Linked DNA regions of Mus musculus: regions 1, 2, 4, 5 and 6 are each linked to region 3. A link is a contact called in public HiChIP or PLAC-seq and promoter capture Hi-C data. All regions are on one chromosome and are shown on one strand. The core of a region is the stretch at or near the end of the contact, and the rest is flanking DNA. Distances in the headings are between cores, read along the strand shown.

Evidence for each region. Promoter capture Hi-C pulls out the DNA fragments that hold promoters and counts their contacts. HiChIP or PLAC-seq counts read pairs in DNA pulled down with a chosen protein or histone mark. Capture Hi-C pulls out chosen DNA fragments and counts their contacts.
Region 1: a promoter capture Hi-C map of embryonic stem cells shows a contact between it and region 3, with 5 times the contacts expected there. The contact joins the promoter of Plekhb1 here to the promoter of Relt in region 3. A contact is called at or near these places in 24 of 39 promoter capture datasets (the 3T3-L1 cell line, 3T3-L1-derived adipocytes, the C10 cell line and 15 more), 1 of 15 datasets of contacts at CTCF or cohesin (embryonic stem cells), 7 of 484 Hi-C or Micro-C datasets (the G1E-ER4 cell line, embryonic fibroblasts, embryonic limb bud and 2 more), 22 of 115 datasets of contacts at active chromatin or transcription factors (the HPC-7 cell line, T-cell acute lymphoblastic leukemia, craniofacial prominence and 16 more) and 3 of 9 other capture datasets (adipose tissue, liver and pancreatic islet).
Region 2: a contact with region 3 is called in a promoter capture Hi-C map of embryonic stem cells, with 4 times the contacts expected there. The contact joins the promoter of P2ry2 here to the promoter of Relt in region 3. A contact is called at or near these places in 1 of 39 promoter capture datasets (embryonic stem cells), 1 of 115 datasets of contacts at active chromatin or transcription factors (pancreatic cancer cells) and 2 of 9 other capture datasets (liver and pancreatic islet).
Region 4: a promoter capture Hi-C map of embryonic stem cells shows a contact between it and region 3, with 2.8 times the contacts expected there. The contact joins the enhancer-like site here to the promoter of Relt in region 3. A contact is called at or near these places in 8 of 39 promoter capture datasets (3T3-L1-derived adipocytes, the C10 cell line, cranial neural crest and 4 more), 4 of 115 datasets of contacts at active chromatin or transcription factors (embryonic basal ganglia, embryonic limb bud, fetal liver and 1 more) and 2 of 9 other capture datasets (adipose tissue and liver).
Region 5: a promoter capture Hi-C map of liver shows a contact between it and region 3. The contact joins the promoter of Rab6a here to the promoter of Relt in region 3. A contact is called at or near these places in 4 of 39 promoter capture datasets (the C10 cell line, hippocampal neurons, pre-B cells and 1 more), 6 of 484 Hi-C or Micro-C datasets (CD8 T cells, embryonic stem cells, muscle stem cells and 1 more), 12 of 115 datasets of contacts at active chromatin or transcription factors (the SCID.adh cell line, astrocytes, craniofacial prominence and 9 more) and 3 of 9 other capture datasets (adipose tissue, liver and pancreatic islet).
Region 6: a contact with region 3 is called in an H3K27ac HiChIP or PLAC-seq map of oligodendrocyte precursor cells, with 9 times the contacts expected there. The contact joins the enhancer-like site here to the promoter of Relt in region 3. A contact is called at or near these places in 16 of 39 promoter capture datasets (3T3-L1-derived adipocytes, the C10 cell line, the HPC-7 cell line and 9 more), 1 of 15 datasets of contacts at CTCF or cohesin (embryonic stem cells), 7 of 484 Hi-C or Micro-C datasets (the C2C12 cell line, the HL-1 cell line, embryonic stem cells and 1 more), 11 of 115 datasets of contacts at active chromatin or transcription factors (the HPC-7 cell line, T-cell acute lymphoblastic leukemia, embryonic basal ganglia and 7 more) and 3 of 9 other capture datasets (adipose tissue, liver and pancreatic islet).

The regions. Positions count from the first base shown.
Region 1 is chr7:100,661,050-100,663,749 of GRCm38.p6, forward strand. It overlaps Plekhb1 (pleckstrin homology domain containing, family B (evectins) member 1), which reads right to left and starts at 1,345. Exons shown (of 9, transcript NM_013746.3): 1 at 1,109-1,345; 2 at 870-943. The coding sequence starts at 887.
Region 2 is chr7:101,010,580-101,013,279 of GRCm38.p6, forward strand. P2ry2 (purinergic receptor P2Y, G-protein coupled 2) reads right to left here and starts at 1,419. Exons shown (of 3, transcript NM_008773.4): 1 at 1,133-1,419.
Region 3 is chr7:100,862,061-100,864,760 of GRCm38.p6, forward strand. It overlaps Relt (RELT tumor necrosis factor receptor), which reads right to left and starts at 1,353. Exons shown (of 11, transcript NM_177073.6): 1 at 1,234-1,353.
Region 4 is chr7:100,623,321-100,626,020 of GRCm38.p6, forward strand. The region is part of intron 1 of Rab6a (RAB6A, member RAS oncogene family); the gene reads left to right. Among named protein-coding and RNA genes, the nearest start is that of Rab6a, 17 kb to the left of the region's middle. Within about 2 kb of position 1,416, at least 18 of the 459 cell types and tissues checked have an H3K27ac peak or open chromatin away from gene starts, as enhancers often do. A contact at or near this core is called in liver, where this site is marked.
Region 5 is chr7:100,606,203-100,608,902 of GRCm38.p6, forward strand. Rab6a (RAB6A, member RAS oncogene family) reads left to right here and starts at 1,384. Exons shown (of 8, transcript NM_024287.4): 1 at 1,384-2,091. The coding sequence starts at 2,022. It also overlaps a transcript of Mrpl48 not described here.
Region 6 is chr7:100,643,971-100,646,670 of GRCm38.p6, forward strand. It overlaps Plekhb1 (pleckstrin homology domain containing, family B (evectins) member 1), which reads right to left. Exons shown (of 9, transcript NM_013746.3): 8 at 1,600-1,699; 9 at 1-1,099. The coding sequence ends at 963. Among named protein-coding and RNA genes, the nearest start is that of Plekhb1, 17 kb to the right of the region's middle. Within about 2 kb of position 1,376, at least 25 of the 459 cell types and tissues checked have an H3K27ac peak or open chromatin away from gene starts, as enhancers often do. A contact at or near this core is called in epiblast stem cells, oligodendrocyte precursor cells, rod photoreceptor and 1 more, where this site is marked.

The DNA.
Region 1 (2,700 bases), core at 95-2,594, 200 kb before region 3:
TGCCTGAGTAGGAAAAAAAAAAAAAAACAGAGTGGGGTGGACCATATTTGGGAGGCTGACACAGCAGGACTGGGAAATCACAGACTAGCCTTGGCTACATAGTAAAGCCAGACTGGGCTATATATTAGATTCCTCACTACCACTTCACAAACAACTCTTCAAACAAACTACACATCACAACACACACACACACACACACACACACACACACACACACACACACAGAGTGCAGAGAGAAGCCAGGCTCCATCCCGGTTTCGGATGTTAGCGTTCTCTAGCTCTGTAAAGCACCACAGTGCTATAACGCAGCATGGAGCCCTCCCAATACAACTCTAGCTACCAGTCTACTGGAGGAGACTGGAGGTGAAAGTAGCCAATGCAAAGAGTGTGGCTTACCCAGGAGGAAGTCGCTCTTTGCCCAAGGGGTTCAGAAAGGCTTCCCCAAGGAAGCTGAGGGGTCGTGAAGGGGAAGTAACATTTCCCCAGTGTGGATCAAAGAACCTCACATAAGCACTGCTGGAAAGTCCAGGTCTTTAGTAGGCTTAGAAGATGAATGAGGGGTTGGGGAGAAGATGTGGGTTGGCAAGGGATAGCGCTGCAGAGGGTACCAGGCTAGAACAAGGACTGGGAGGCAGTGGACCGTGTGTATAGTGACTGCCTGGGGGAAATACGGTCAAAACAGGGGGTTAGGTCATATGATTAGCGGGTTACATGGTCCTGTCCCCTGGATCCGACCCTCCACAGTCGCTACTTTGACTAGCTCAGTCCATTCCCCACCTCTGCAGGAGCAGAGAATCCCAGAGACCAGGGCATTACCTATTTGGGAAGCCCCCCCCTTACTTCTTCCTACCCCAGAAACTCGTCCTTACCGGGGTTGCCGGGCTCATGGTTCCTGATGGTCAGAGCTGCATCCCCAAGAAGGTTCCAGAAGTGGGGCTTGACTCTGCCTTAGAGATAAAGGGATCAGGAAAGAGCTACCAAGCAGGCGCTGAAGGGAGAGGTAGGGAGGGACCGCACCAGTCCTAAAGAAAGTCACCCTCTTTTCCAGCCCCCTCCCGGGCTTTCCTGGCTGAGATCTCCTCTGTCCTTCTGTTTTTGGCCAAGTCACCTGGTGATTCCGAGGTGGTGTTGATCCAGGTCTCCAAGATAGGGTAGGGAGGAGGGTGGAATAAAGGAGACTGGAGATGGGGCAAGGCAGGTTCTCTGGCCCAGTTTAGGGCAGGGCTAAGTTTTCATTCTGAGGCCTAGCAGGCTGTGTCCATCTCCATCTCCCCAGTCGTGGCTGTGCGGCCTGGCTCCTTAAGTCTCCCTTCTTGGCTCCCCGGTCTCTTTAATCTTGACCCAGAGCCACCCCAGTGCTTCAGCCCTTTCGTGCTGTGCGTGCTCTGGGGGATTTAGCACAACAGATCCTATTAGCCAGTAGCTCATCCCCTCTTAGCAGCCCCAGCAACCGCATCTTTCAAACTACGCTGTTTTTCATCTCTGTGCCTTTAACTCATTCTCTGGTCTCTGGAAAGTCTCAACCCTACCCAATTTTGACTAATTTTTCTCCTTTCTATAACCGGGATGGGAGGAAGGAGAGAAAGAGACAGATGCCGGGCAGTGGTGGCGCACGCCTTTAACCCCAGCACTTGGGAGGCAGAGGCAGGCGGATTTGAGTTTGAGGCCAGCCTGGTCTACAGAGTGAGTTCCAGGACAGCCAGGGCTACACAGAGAAACCCTGTCTCAAAAAACAAAACAAGAGCCGGGCGTGGTGGCACATGCCTTTAATCCCAGCACTCGGGAGGCAGAGGCAGGCGGATTTCTGAGTTCGAGGCCAGCCTGGTCTACAAAGTGAGTTCCAGGACAGCCAGGGCTATAAAGAGAAACCCTGTCTCGAAAAACAAAAAACAAACAAACAAACAAACAAAACAAAAACAAAAAAAGAAATAGACAGATGGAAGAAAAAGAGAAGGAAGTTGAAGGGAGGAGGGAAGAGTGGAAAGGAACGGGAAGGAAGGAAGGGAGACAGGGAGCTATCTCTCCCGAGAATATTGGCAGGTTAAGCCGCTAAAATACTTCTATAGTCGCTATTATGTTGATAATGATCAGTTAAATTCTCATCTAGATACTCCTGAAGTTCATTTTCCTGCACATACGCAGAGGTTTGGGGGCAGGGTGATCTGACTCCCTCATTAGCAGCTCTGAAGATTCTCCTTTGCTGCTCTGGTTACCTTGAGGAAAAAAAAAAAAAGGCTTTTAAGTCAAACAGCCACGGGGATGCGCAGGATAACAGCTGATGACGCCAACTCCGGAAAGCAGCTTCAGCCTGGGCTGTTTCCAGCGGTTTGGATTACTAGGCTTGGTGAACTCTAGGTGAACCGGCTGCGACCAGCTGTCTCCATCTACTAGAGAGGGACACGCGTCCTCTAGTGGCCTAGAGAGGGACTGCTGTAACTGTTCTCCAGAAGCAAAGCATCGATTGTTCCAAAAGCAAACCTCCCTCCGTGCCTGTGACTGGCATTAAAGCGGTCAGGAGGAGATGGGTCCAACACGAGGCCGCTGACTGTATAAGTGGGTTGCTCAGCCTCATTTAGTCACCAAAGACACCTTCCTTCTCTGGTGTTGCTCATTAGGCCTAATAGAAAGCTTCTCCGGGCAATTTCTTACCTACTGTGGTACATGTCAGCTGGTAACTGATAGAAGAAGCGGCAGGGACAG
Region 2 (2,700 bases), core at 169-2,668, 150 kb after region 3:
AATAAAGGCAATAGTTCCTTTCTCATGGGGCCTTTAGGAGGAAAAGATGAGGGATTCTTATAAACTGTAACAAGTAACAGTTCAACAACATTCCAATAGTAGCATAAGCACTTCTCATTAAGAAGAAAGACTACAGCCAGGAAATTAAAGAACTCCTGGTGTCACCCATGAGGCCTTGGTGACATCCTCACATGCTCATCTGGTGCCTGGGGTAGGTGGGCAAAAGGGATCCCGGAAAGGCCACAACCTCACTCTGCATCTGGGCAGCCATTTCTGAGGATTACCCAGTATGCCAACCTGCCCATGTCCTCAAAACTCTGGAGTATCCAAAGCATGGAAAAGGAGAGGGGCAGACCTCCGCAGCAGGGCTTGTCCCCAGCCCTCATGCAGGACCCACACTGGCAGCAGTGTAGAGTCTGTTCAGAGACTCTCCTTCCTCCCACTCCCACCCACAGATAATTGCCACTTCCCTGCCGCCCCAGCCTGATCTTCAAAAGCCACTATTCCAAACTTGATCCAAAACAAGGCTGCTGACCCAGGGACTCTAGGGATGCCATTCTGAGCACAGCAGTCACCTAGCCCTATAAATCTCCAAACTGGAAAGGCTAGTTCCCAGAAGGATCTACACTTGGGTCTAGCTCCTGGAGATCAGTAACACACACACACACACACACACACACACACACACACACACACACACTGTAGCCCTAGTGAGGTGAACACTGTCTTTCTTCTGCCTGACCCTTCATACAGCACCACCTGCCCGATTAAAAGTTTCCAGACAGATCAAAGTCTTAACTGTCCTTATATGAAATTGCACTAGCAACCCACATTCCCACCCCACCGCACCCCCCACTCCCAACCCCACAACCCCGCCGCTGCTGCCACTGCCTCCGGTTCCTCACTGACACCTCACTGACACCGAGTGAGCTACCCAGACTGACTCTGGGGAGAGTTAAGAGTCCAAGCGCAAGAAGTCTCCAGGATTCCCAGGTCTCTTAGCCCACAGACTTACGCCCCAGGGGTACACACAGACTAAGTTCAGTCACTCACACCCTAAGGGTGTGCGCATTTGCCCACTAACACACAGATTCCCCCAGTATGCTGGTAAACACACCAAGATGACACTCACCGAGATCACGCTCTAGAGGAAACAAAGTTCATCAGCGCACCGGCAGCCGGCTCTCACCGCCCAGTTTTGCGCAGTACAAGGGCTGGGAGCCCGAGCCCTCGGGACAGTCACGTAATGGGCTCTCCCTGTTTGGCGCTGACTCGACCGGCGCTCCCGTCCCCAGGCCTCACTTGGCGACCTCTCTTGGTGTCCGCTCCCCTCTAGGAAGCACCTCTCACCTCCCCGCTGCGCTGGTCCCCTCCAAGGGCTGCCGCCGCTGTTCCTGGTGCCCGAGTCCCATGCCGAGTGGCGCAGGGTCCCACGTGCCTGGAAGCGCCGCGGTCCCCGCCCTACTCCGCCCCGCTCCGCACCCCATAGCCTGGCTGTGAGCAGGAGGGCGGGGCAGACTCTGGGCAGACGCCGGAGCCGCCCCCAACCCTTCTAAACAGATGCTTCCAGTCTGCCACCCGCTTGGGGACGCGGTCGGTCAGTGTCGCCGCCGGTCAGCGTGTCCGCCACGGCTGTTGAGCAAGGAGAGGCGGAAGGCGACCGTCCTGGCTGAGCAGAGGTCACCTGCTTAGCTCACCGATTTTCAGCGACGCCCAAGTTTTACAAGGTTTGCTTTGTGCTGGCCTGGCTCCTGTCACTGCCCACCGATGGACCTTTATACTGACCCTCAGCCTTCCCTCCGCTGCTGCCCCATCCCGCGTCACTTACGGATGGACAGATGGATGTGCTTTCAGACTGCTGGTACCAGCAGAAATCTTTGCCGGCTTCACCACCTCCGTCTGCTTTTGCTCTTCGTTCAGGTCACTAACGGGTCCATGAAGTCCTGGTTTAGTTTGATCTCTCATCTTGAACTGCCTCAATTCTTCTCTCTGGCCTGCTCTGAAGACTTTCTGTAGTCACAAACCCCATTCCTGTCCTAGTTTGAGCTCAAAAAGGCAAGGACCACACCAGCCACCTCACTGCTGTCCTGTGAAGGGGTGGATGAATGAGAGGGTGTCTGCCCCCTCCCATTTCTGACTCAGGCATCTGTTAGTATAAGTTCTAGGCCACCTTTAGCACTGTAAGACACATTTTCTGCGAAATGAAGCCAGTCCTTCCATGATCCTACTTTTCGTGTCCATCCAGGGAGTCTTGGGGTGGCCAAATAAACGGACAAGTTCAGAACAAGCCTTTTCCTATGGTGAGGAGTTTGCTCTCTGCCCAAGGGCTGTAGACTTTGTTAGTTGTGTATCCGCTGACTAAAGTCCCATTCGCAGCCCCTGGAGGGGTCCAGAAAGGGTCCGATCTGCAGCCCTGTCCAGAGTGAGAAGGGTGAATACACAGAGCTGGGTGGCTGAGCCTCTCTGCAGCCTCCTGGGGCCTTTGAGCAGACACAAAGGCTCCTTGTCTAACCTCTGCTGGCTATGGGAGCTGGTGCAGGCAGCTTCCAGAAATCTAGATCTCTCCACAGCCACCCTTGTGGCTTTAGGGTCCTCGTGTGAGGGAAGTCTTTCTGGTTATTGAAATCCCAGCGGATTTCCTTTTCCTGATCTCCCTTCTGAGCCGTCAGGTCTTTTTCTGCTGCTTCCCCTAGGACCCAG
Region 3 (2,700 bases), core at 103-2,602:
CCTTGGACCACTCCATTGTGTCACAAGCAGACGCCTGCCCCCACCCCCACTGCAGTCTTTCTGTCTGGAGGGGAGAGGAGAATGGAGAAGACTGACCCAAAAACAATAGAGGATCCCAAAGTGATGATTCACAGGCTATTCACACCTCTCTGCAGACTGGGAGACTGAGGCTTAGCAGGGGTAGATCTGATCACAAAACAGAATACACAGTGCCTTGCTAGATGTTGGGGACTTCAGTGTGTGTGTGTGTGTGTGTGTGTGTGTGTGTGTGTGTGTGTGAGCGTGGAGTGGAGTGGAGACTGAGACCACCTCAGGTCTTCTCTGTGCCAGAGGGGCTAGCCCACCCAATTCTGGCTTCCTCTGCTAGGTCATGTCTGCGTGCAAACTCACTAAACTGAACTCTAAGGGTGTCTTGGAGAGAGATCTTTATTCCCTAGACTCCTGATCTTCCTTGGCCCCTCAAACACTGGAAGGTGTCAGGTTCCTCCTTGTCTTACTCTATCCTAGGCAGGCAGGCAGGCAGACAGTCTCTCTCTCTCTCTCTCTCTCTCTCTCTCTCTCTCTCTCTCTCTCTCTCTCTCCTCCCTCCCCCCCCACCCCGTCCCACATGCACCCTATGACCCCGTGATTCAGGGCTTGCTTAAGTTATTTAGGGTTCCTCTGTTCTACCTTATACTCACAACTAGCCCGGGTCACACTACAGGCCGGCCACACACAGTGACCCCAGTGACCTGGGGTCTCTCACATACACAATCACACACACTCTGCCTGCCTCACACACAGAGCCCCTCTGTGTCGCCCGCTAGGCTCGGCGTCACCGCCCAGTGTCCCAGCCACACGTTCGCCCGGGCCAGGCCGCCTCATGCGCCGTGTCACCCACAGTCACTGGCTGACACCGTTCAGAACACCCCCCCCCTTCCCGGCCGCCCCGCGCTGCAGCCGCACCGAGGCGCCGCCGTCCCGTCCCGCAGCCGGCCTTTGGTGTCAGTCCAAGTTTCCCGGGCTCCCCCGACCCCTTGCACGCCAAGTTCCGCTGCTTCCTCTCGCGCACCTTCTGACAGACTGCGCCGCGCGCGGTGCCGGGAGGACGCGCAGCCCGGGGGCTCCGGGACGCGTAGACAGCACCAGGATGGGACGGGACTGGGCAGGAGAGCGGGGCTGACGCATCCGCCGCTCAGGAGAACTTCCTCGGAGCAGCGGAGCGGGGCTGAGGGCCGTGCGCACCCTCCTTACCTGGCCCGCAGCACCAGCTTCGCTCAGCGTCCGACGCGGCGCCGGGGCCCCGCTAGGCGAGCGCTCGGGGCCGGCCGCGCAGCCTGCGCGCCTTTTGAATGAATCGCCGGCCTGGCCGGGAAGCTGCGCGGCCCCTCCCCTCGCGTCACGGCTTCTGGCCCCGCCCCCGACGTCAGAGCTCCGACTTGCGGCCCCTAACCCCGAGCCCCTCTGCGGGCCAAGGGCTCACGATTCTCCCGCCAGGCCACGCTGCTCCGCATCGCCACCTCTTGAGCCTCCTAGGAACTGCAGGGGCTACGACTAGGATGTTCTTCAGATGCATCCCTTGGGGCGCATCAGGGAGGCGCGGCCGTGTGTGTGTGTGTGTGTGTGTGTGTGTGTGTGTGTGTGTGTGTGTGTGTGTGTGTGTGTGTGTGTGTGTGTGTGTGTGTGTGTGTGTGTGTGTGTGTGTGTGTGTGTGTGTGTATGTGTGGTGTGTGTGTGTGTGTGTGTGCGCATGCATCCCTTGGGGCGCATCAGGGAGGCGCGGCCGTGTGTGTGTGTGTGTGTGTGTGTGTGTGTGTGTGTGTGTGTGTGTATGTGTGGTGTGTGTGTGTGTGTGTGTGCGCGCGCGTGCGGGCGTGTGTGTGTGTGTGTGTGTGTGTGTGGTGTGTGTGTGTGTGTGCGCGCGCGCGTGCGGGCGTGTGTGTGTGTGTGTGTGTGTGTGTGTGTGTGCTCCGAACCAAGAAATCTGGGCTTGTGTGATGCAGCGAAAAGGTGCTTGAGACATGAATGCTACTCAGATCCTGTCACCATTGCCTGTGTAACTAGGGCCACAGCTGCCACTGCCTGGGAATAGTCTTTGGAATTGGTTGTGGGTAAGAGCACCCTCAGTGTCTTGGATGAGACCCAAGCTGGTTTCTAGAATCCCCCACCTAGCTAATAAGAGAGACTATAAGGAATGCTCACCTGGTGAATTCCTTTGGAACCTGGCCTAAATACCCCTTCCTTCAGGGTAGCTGGTTCCTCCCCCAAGTAGGTATGACAATGACAATCCTCTCCCCTAACACCAGCGGTCCCACTCTTCTATCACCAATGCCAGCCATCGCAGTGTCCAGTGGAGGACAGGAGAAGTAACGGACTGGGAGGCCAGGATTTGGGAGGCAGAGGCAGGAAGCTCCTGAGTTCCAAGCCAGCCTGGGCTACATATGGAGACATTGTTTCACAAGCAAGCAAACACAAAAAGAGTGACCAACACTATGAGACATCGTTGTAGAAGCCAGGCAGTAAGTAACCATTGCACTCTTGCAATGGTTATAAACTGGGCCCGTGTGTGGTATGGTGCGGTGGTAGTAGCAGTAGTGGTGCGGTGGCACTAGCAGTAGCACATCTCAGCTCCCACAGCCTTCTCTTCCGTTACCTTCCCACTCCCCCAGCATCATTCAAAGAATCTAAGGTGGCCAGGAGAGCAGGATGAGATGAAACTCG
Region 4 (2,700 bases), core at 166-2,665, 240 kb before region 3:
TCGGGTTTGATCTCTGCACCACAAAACTAGAATCATTCTGAAAAAGTTTCCAATAGAGAAAGCTGGAATACTTTTAGCAACAAAATAATTACAGTACTGGTTCTGAACCTGCAGAATTAAAGTATACATGAGTATATTACTATAAATATTTAAGTAAAGTGGAAAGGAAAGTTTATTGTTATAAAAGAACCATAATTAGGGGCTGATGAGATGTCTCAGAGGTCAAGAGCACTGCCCTTCCAAAGGATTAAGGGTTGATTCTTAGTACCCAAATTGGAAATTTCAGTCCTCTTCCAGTCTCTGAGGGCACAGCATGCACATTGTACACTGACATAACATGCAGGCAAAGTGTCCATACACATAATTTATACACACATTTATTTTTATAAATAGAATTTTAAAATGAATTCTATTTAATAAATATAGCTAGAAATAAGTAGATTTTTTTCCATTGGGACACTACAGTAATAATTGTAAATAAAGTTCTTTGATGAAAGTTAGAATTAGTGGAAAGAGTTTAAGAACAGAATATTTGAGTAAGTTGTATCACTGAAGATAAGTCAAATAAGAAAGAATTTTCTGACTGAAGTTGCAGAAATATTAGAGTGAGTTTGAAAGCATCTGGATAATGTTTTATTTCCCAAGTAGACAGATTCTTTTGTGAAGAGGTAATTATACAGACTCAGGACTATCCCTTCAATATTGAACTCACAATGCTCTATTTACTAGTTTTAGTTGGTATTCTTTGCCTCAGTATAACCTTTCTTTTTATCAGAAGATCTTAATCACATTTTTACTTAATTCAGTGTTATATAATCTATTACAATGATATTGGTAGGAGGTGGGATAGGAAGAAAACATAAAATATAATATTGTATGAAGCTTGTTTACATAGGAAGGAGTGTTTGCTCAAGCTAAAGGTAATTGATAATTACTTGGAATTTTTACTTATGAATGCCAGTGGTTCGTAAACATCATTTATGGGTTTGGCTGTATTAGATCCCTATGCAGATATTTTAGAGTATAAATACCAGGGCTGGAGAGATGGCTCAGTAGTTAGGAGCACTGGCTGATCTTCCAGATTCTCTGGCCTCTGTGGGCAAAACATCCAGACACATGAAAAAAGTGATTTTTACAATTTGAGATCTTCTACTAACAAGCAGTGAGGGTGAAGATTGCCAGAGCAGTGCTAGCAGAATGATGGCTACCAGAGCACTTAGCTTAATTGGCAAGAGAGCCATTTCTACTTCGGTATATGTCCTGATCACACGGGAGTGTTATAAAGAGTGAAGACTATGCTCTCCCTGGTTGTGTTGATATGCATGACCACCCATGCCTGGTGTGGCCCATGTCAGGCTGCTGTCTGCCAGCTAGAAAGCCCTGAAGGAGAAGGCTGGCCTGCAGCAGCCTGTCCAGCCATGACAAAGTCCAATTGTACTGCATCCAGTTTAACAAGAGCTTTGCTAAGATGAACAGGAGCACCAATGAGTGGAAAACTCTTGTGGGCGTGGCCATGTTTTTCATGGGATTCATGCTCTAATTCTGATGTGGGAGAAACACCATGGGTACAGCCCCATCCCTCATAGCTTTGATGGAGACTGGGTGGCTATGCAAAGCCAGCAGATGCTGGACAAGAAGGGCTTCTCTGCCTGTGACCTGTGTAGGCACCCACACTTATATGCATATAGCCTCCCTATACATCTGCAGGCACATATACACATAATTTAAGCTGAAATATGTTTTAAAAGAAAACAAAACTCATTTAAAATTATACTAAAATGTCAATAACTGGGTATGATTTTTTTCTTGGCCCAAAATATTTAAATTTTGGGGAGCATTTGAGAAGTTTATTAACCTGGTTCCTTCCTAACTTAAAGAATTATTACATTTGTTTTATTTGTTGTTTTGATATTTTTAAGACAAGGCCTCACTGTGTAGCCCTAGCTTATCTGGAACTCATTGTAGACTGGACTGGCTTTGAACTCACAAGTCTTGAATTTGTTTTGTATTAGAATCTATGTGAAGTGACCAGAAAAATAGAAAAGTTATTAGATGTGGTTCTTGTTCTTGGAGAATGTACTCCTTAGTAAGGACATTCCCAGTATTTCACTATATCAGTCTAGCTGTGCTTTTCCTAAAAATTCCAATGCAAAGGTGAATTATAATGAGACATATTGGCACATGCTTATAATTCCTTGCTCCAGAGTCTGAGACAAAAGAATGACCAGAAATTTAAGGCCAATCCAGGCTACATAGTCAGTGTAAGGCCAGCCTGGGCTATTTAGCAAAAATTGGATTGTAAGGCTAGAGAGGGAGCTCAGTGGTTAAGAGCACTGACTGCTCTTCCAGAGGTTCTGAGTTCAATTCTTCTCAACCACATGGTGGCTCACAAACATCTGTAATAGGATCTGATGCCCTCTTCTGATGTGTCTGAACACAGCTACAGTGTACGCATAGAGAACAGTCTAGTTTTTTTTTTTTTTTTTTTTTAATGGTTTTTCAAGACAGGGTTTCTCTGTATAGCCCTGGCTGTCTTTGTAGACCAGGCTGGCCTTGAACTTAGAAATTCGCCTGCCTCTGCCTCCCAAGTGCAGGGATTAAAGACGTGCGACAACACGCCCCGAAACAGTCTAGTTCTTAAAGCCCTGATAACCCATCAAAGAACTCAACTACATAGTGGCTTAACAACCATCTGTAATG
Region 5 (2,700 bases), core at 134-2,633, 260 kb before region 3:
CTCTCTCTCTCTCTCTCTCTGCAGGACCTCACTCTGTATCTTAGGCTAAGCTGGAACTAACTCTATAGCCCAGGTTTGCCAAGCCCTGACAGCAATCCTCCGCCTTAGCTTCCTGGGGGTTGGGATTACAGATGTGAAGCACTAGATAGAAAATTACTAGATTTACAAAGGCCATTATAGAAGTTCCCATATACCACTCCAGACTCCTCTATTAACAGCTTACTTTAATAGGACTGATATGTTATAATAAATCAATCAGTACAAAATACTGTTATTAACTAAAATTCATGCTATACTCAAATTATTTTGTTTTTGTCTGATACTCTCTTTTTAGGGATCCCATTCAGATGAAAAGTTACATTTAATTATGTTATGTAACTGTCCACATTATGCTTAGTTCATGTTTTCTTATGGCATTCACCTTTATCTTATTGGATCTCAAATCTGGTTGACAATTGGAAATGCTTCAGATGGCAAATTTAAGGAAGCCCCACTCAAGCACATCCAGAAGTGCTGCTTTAAGGAGAAAGGATGATCTTTTAAATACTCCTTCTGCAGATTTGTGATTTTGTTGAGGCAGCCCTCTGGAATGTTGTGTGACCTTTTCCAAAGCTGCACCGCTAAGTGGGCAGTCATTTCATATCTGTAATATGTGGAGTTTGGCTTATATGATATCTAAACTCATTTCTAGCATGTAGACGATGGTTATCGTCTGATGTTATGGGCACCTAAAACAACGGCCACTCAACAGAAGATCACGCCAACAGACACTAGGGAATTTGATGGCTTAACGTAAGGAGGTAGCAGAGGTTCAAATAAAACCTTGACTCCATGACATGACTACGTGGATTTTGCAAGTCATTTCCTTCTGTTGGACTCCAATTTCCTCACCCACAAAATGGAGAGGACTTGTTTCTGGTAGTTATGAAACTCCACGGAGTAACGGTGGGAAATCTTATATACACGAAGATGCCGAGCAAGGAATTACGTTTTAGAAGGCTAGGGTAAACGGGTGAAGGGCTAAAGTGAGGAAGGAGAAGCGACGTTAAGGGTTTAGCACCTACAATACACCTTTGAGCGACCCAACCCCACCCACGCATTGCTGCGGTCATTCCACCTTGGTTCCGGCTCCGCCTCCGTCCCACCTTCTTTTCCCTCCTCCTTCCTCCAATCGCCTTGCGTCGCGCCACACTTCCTATGGCTGCCAGAACCCCACACCTTCCTCCGCGCGAGAGTCGCGCGCGCGCTCTCGCGTCGCCACCTCAGTTAGCAGCTGCCTGCCCTCCGCTTTTTCTGATTGGCTCGATTTGTCACTGACGTAAGCGCCCCCTTTTTTTTCTCCCCCCCTTGCTTACCCGGAACTCGGTCCCGCCTCCTCCCGGCTTCTCCAGACGCCAGTCGAAACCTGATCGGCCCCTTTCTCCACCGCACGGGAGGAGCCGGGATTGCTGGCGAAACCAGGAAAGCACTGGCGGCGACGCGCACGCACGCACTCACGCACGCACGTCCGAGGCCGGCAGGGCGGCAGGCTCGCGCCCGGACTCGCCCCGCATCCGCGCCAGAGGCTCGCGCACTCAGCGGGTTGTGCTGCGGTGGTGGCGGCGGCGGCTGCTGTGAGAGCCCGAGCACTGCGCGTGCCGAGACCCAGACGCGTCTGCGGCGCTCGCCTCGCCACCCTCCTCTCTCACCTCAGTCTCCGCGCCGCGTTCTGAGGGAAGGAACGGCGCTAGGCTAGCGAAGCCCGAGCGCACCGCTGGCTGCCTCCGACACCGCCCTGCGTCCCTTCGCGGCCGCGGGCCCGGCTCGGTGCTAGGCGACTCTGCGGGGAGGCGGCGGCGGCGGCTGCCGGTCGGTGGAGGCACTCTCCCTTCAGCCTCGCCCCTCTGCCCGGCCCTGCAGGGGCCGAGAGGACTCGGAGGCTGCCCCTTCAGCTCGGCCCTCTTCGTTAGCGGGTTGGAGCTGCAGCGGTCTGGAAGAGGTCTCTGGGCTGAGGCGGCGGCGGCGGCTCCTCCGGCTCCATCATGTCCGCGGGCGGAGACTTCGGGAATCCGCTGAGGAAATTCAAGCTGGTGTTCCTGGGAGAGCAGAGCGGTGAGTGCGCGACTCCCCCGCTCCTGGCAGCCGGCCGCGGCTTCCCCGCACCGCCCCCAGTGCAGCCCTTCTGGCCGCTGAGGCTCCCCGCCGGCCTCGCTCTTCCTAAAACCCCCACCCCAGCCTTTTCCCCGGGTCCCCCGACTCCTCTTGTCCCTGTCCCTGGCTCCTCCTCGCTAGGATCTATCAGGCTTGTAGCTTAGATCTCTGATCCTCGCCCGGACTCCGCCGCCTGCAGCCGGGCCCTCTCGGGCCGCTCTGTCCTCCTCAGTCCTCACCCCGCCCAGCCTCCTGTCCATCCCTTTCTTCCTTTGCTCTGCGTGGTCTCCACCACCCGGGCCGGCTTTATGGGGCCCCACCCTTATTCCTTGCTCTTTTTCCGGTTCCCATTGGAAGTGAGGTCCCACTCCGAGAAGCCCCCAACTCTGGAGAATGGGCCCCCTCTTCAACCTTGGATGAAGGAGGGTGGGATCTGGGCGTTGTTTTCCCCTGAGGCTTGGCTCGGAGTTGTACTAGTCTCTCGGAAGGTGAGAGAAGAGGTGGTCATGGAGAAAAACAATTCTTGCTCAGTTTACACCTAAATGAAGAATTAGTTAGGGTTAGTGAGCT
Region 6 (2,700 bases), core at 126-2,625, 220 kb before region 3:
AGGCACTCTAGCAACTGAGCCAGGGATTTTAGCTTTTCTATTGGCAATTGGGACAGGATGATGGAATAGTTTGGAACAGGATCAAATGGAGAGATTGCTTGCTACCTATAGACAGGCACATGAGGGGTTCCCCAGGCTGGTGCCAAGGTGGGTCAGGCCCCAGAACAAGATAATGCCGTCTCCCCCCAGCGGGAAGGAAGAGAATAAGCTTCAGATGTTAACAGTCGAGCTGAGCTCCTGGGATCAGAAAGGCATTTCCTAATGGAAGCAACTTCCTAAGGCCGGAGGTCTCAAAGAACTCACCTCTTCCCACAGCTAGGAAACCTTAGGGTTAGCTCAGCTATCATAGGGAAGCTACAAGTGAGGAAAAGGTGCCAAATTCCATGTTTTGGTTAAGGGTATGTCCTGCCAGTACTAACTAGACAGGCAAAGTATTCATTATAGTTGAAATCAAGAAACTTTACTCCATAAAAAGCCCCATCGTGCCTTTATCCAGCAAGCTCCTTCACATAGAGCTAGAACCACTACAACCAACCCCTGCCACAACACCAAGCCAACTGTTATTTGATTCTTTGGGCACCCAGACCTCGCTCCTTGCCCCGACTTATCCTTACCAGACAGATAACTGTAGCTTTGTTGTTTGCTCTCTTGTGAGCTCCATTCCTCAGACACTTAGAGCCAAATGAAGTTATGTTTGCTATGTGTAGAGAAAATTCACATGTGACTTATGGGAGTGCCTGGCAATGGGTGTATGGACTTTTGGCTATGTCTGTGCCTGAGATGTTAGCTTCCTTTGAGACGGAAAAGAGGATAAATGGTGGGAGTAATGGGCCAAGCGTAGAGGGCTTAATGGGGAGAAAGGGGTCAAAATGGGACAGTTTAGATGGTAGCTAGCAGAGGATCCAGAAGAAAAGGGTCTTCTTGTGTTCTACATGCACATCCAGAAGTCAGAGCCCCAGGGCTCAGAACCAACAAGGCGACCACATAAGTGAACCAAGAGCAGCACCCGTGGCAGCCCCAGCAAGCATGCCCATGGCCAAAGGGGCGCCTGAGCTGTAGCAGGGGTCCTCTCGAACTATCACGTGTGTCACACCAGGACCTGTAAGAAAAGCCACACAAGTCGGGGTCAGTGCCAGAGACTAGTCTAATCTCAAGTTAAGGCATGAACTCATTCTGCTCCCCAGAGGAACTGAGACTTTGAGAGCACCCTCCACTGCAGCCTACAGATCATACATATGCCACGGATGGTGACTATGGGACTGGAGATGGGCTGCAGGAAACCCCAGGATCCCTAAGCCCCTGGGGATCCATGCAGCCCTTGGGAATGGACTCTAGTAACTAAGACCTTGGGAATAGGAAGAGTGTCATTTCTGCAATAGCCACCTGGGGTCGCTAGCAGCACAAGATTATCACTGTTTGGTAGACTGGCTGAGTGGGGCCAGCCCGGAGAGTCTGTTTTGAATCTAGGATCTGGGAGGGTGAGATCTGCAAAATATGTATACCCTCAAAGGGTGAAGCTCAGTCTTCACTGATGGATCATGGGCAAGGCCTGGCACAGGATTGTGGCAGGAGGTAGACTGGCATGCTAGGGGCACTTACCTGCATAAGGTGGCCCATAGTAGCTGCGGACATATGTGGCTTCATGTGCGTTGGGTGGCACCACCTCATAGTAGTCCTGATACGGGCTGTAGACGCGTACCTGAGAAATCCAGTCAGGTTGAATGCCCAGGGACTTCCTGGTCTGGGCTTGGTCCTGACCCTTTCATTCTGTAGCCACCCTCCTCCCCAGGGCTAAAGGGAAAAGGTATGGCCTCCCCATAGATTCCATAACCCTTCTCCCCTAAAACATCCAGCTCCCAATAATGCCTTTTCTCCTACCTTGGCCTTCTATATTGCCCAATTTTCCCATTGCTCAACTTTCTAAGTCTAACAATTCTACAATGCTATTCTCAGAGAAACCCAACTGATTATTCTCCTAGTCAAGGGAAGAGAACTATGGCAAAGCCCTAGGCATGAATTAGAGGAGGACTGGAGCAAAGGAAGAAAAGAGTAGTCACTGAAATAACTACCATCTAGCATCTACTGCATAGCGGGTCCCAAGGGAGGTGCTCCCTAGTGTCACCTCTGATCCTTCAAGGCAGGCATTGCTATCTCCATAGCATCCAGTGCTATGGATGAGGCACAGAGAAGGTGAGAGTCCTGCCTTCCCCATCAGGCTCCTACCAACCTCCCAGATTCTAGCTCAGAAGCTACCCACTATAGGAAGCCCTCCTGGGCTCAGAAGTATTTCTTCCTAGGGTCTCTAACTTGGATAGTACCCCTTATCTTTTCTCTTAACCTTTCTGGCCTGTTCCCCCAAATGTGTGCTACTTAATGGCAAGGCCCTCAACTTGTATCACCTGCAAGGGACAGTGATGACAGGAACCAGTAATACATGCACGATTAGCACTAACTGTCAATCCAAATCTACCACTTTAACTCATGGGGTAGCTGACTTGGAAGGGGTCAGAATCTGTTCTCTCCTGGGACTCCCCCCTAGCCCCATTCTCACTGTATCTCTCACTAGGCTTCACACCAGAATTGCCCAACTCTAGAAGTCCGTTTGTGTCCAACTTAATTAATACAAATGGACTGTGCCCTCCCCCTCCCTCTCTGCCCTGTTCTTCCTGTAAATGTTCTTGTCATGAACTGGAACCAAGA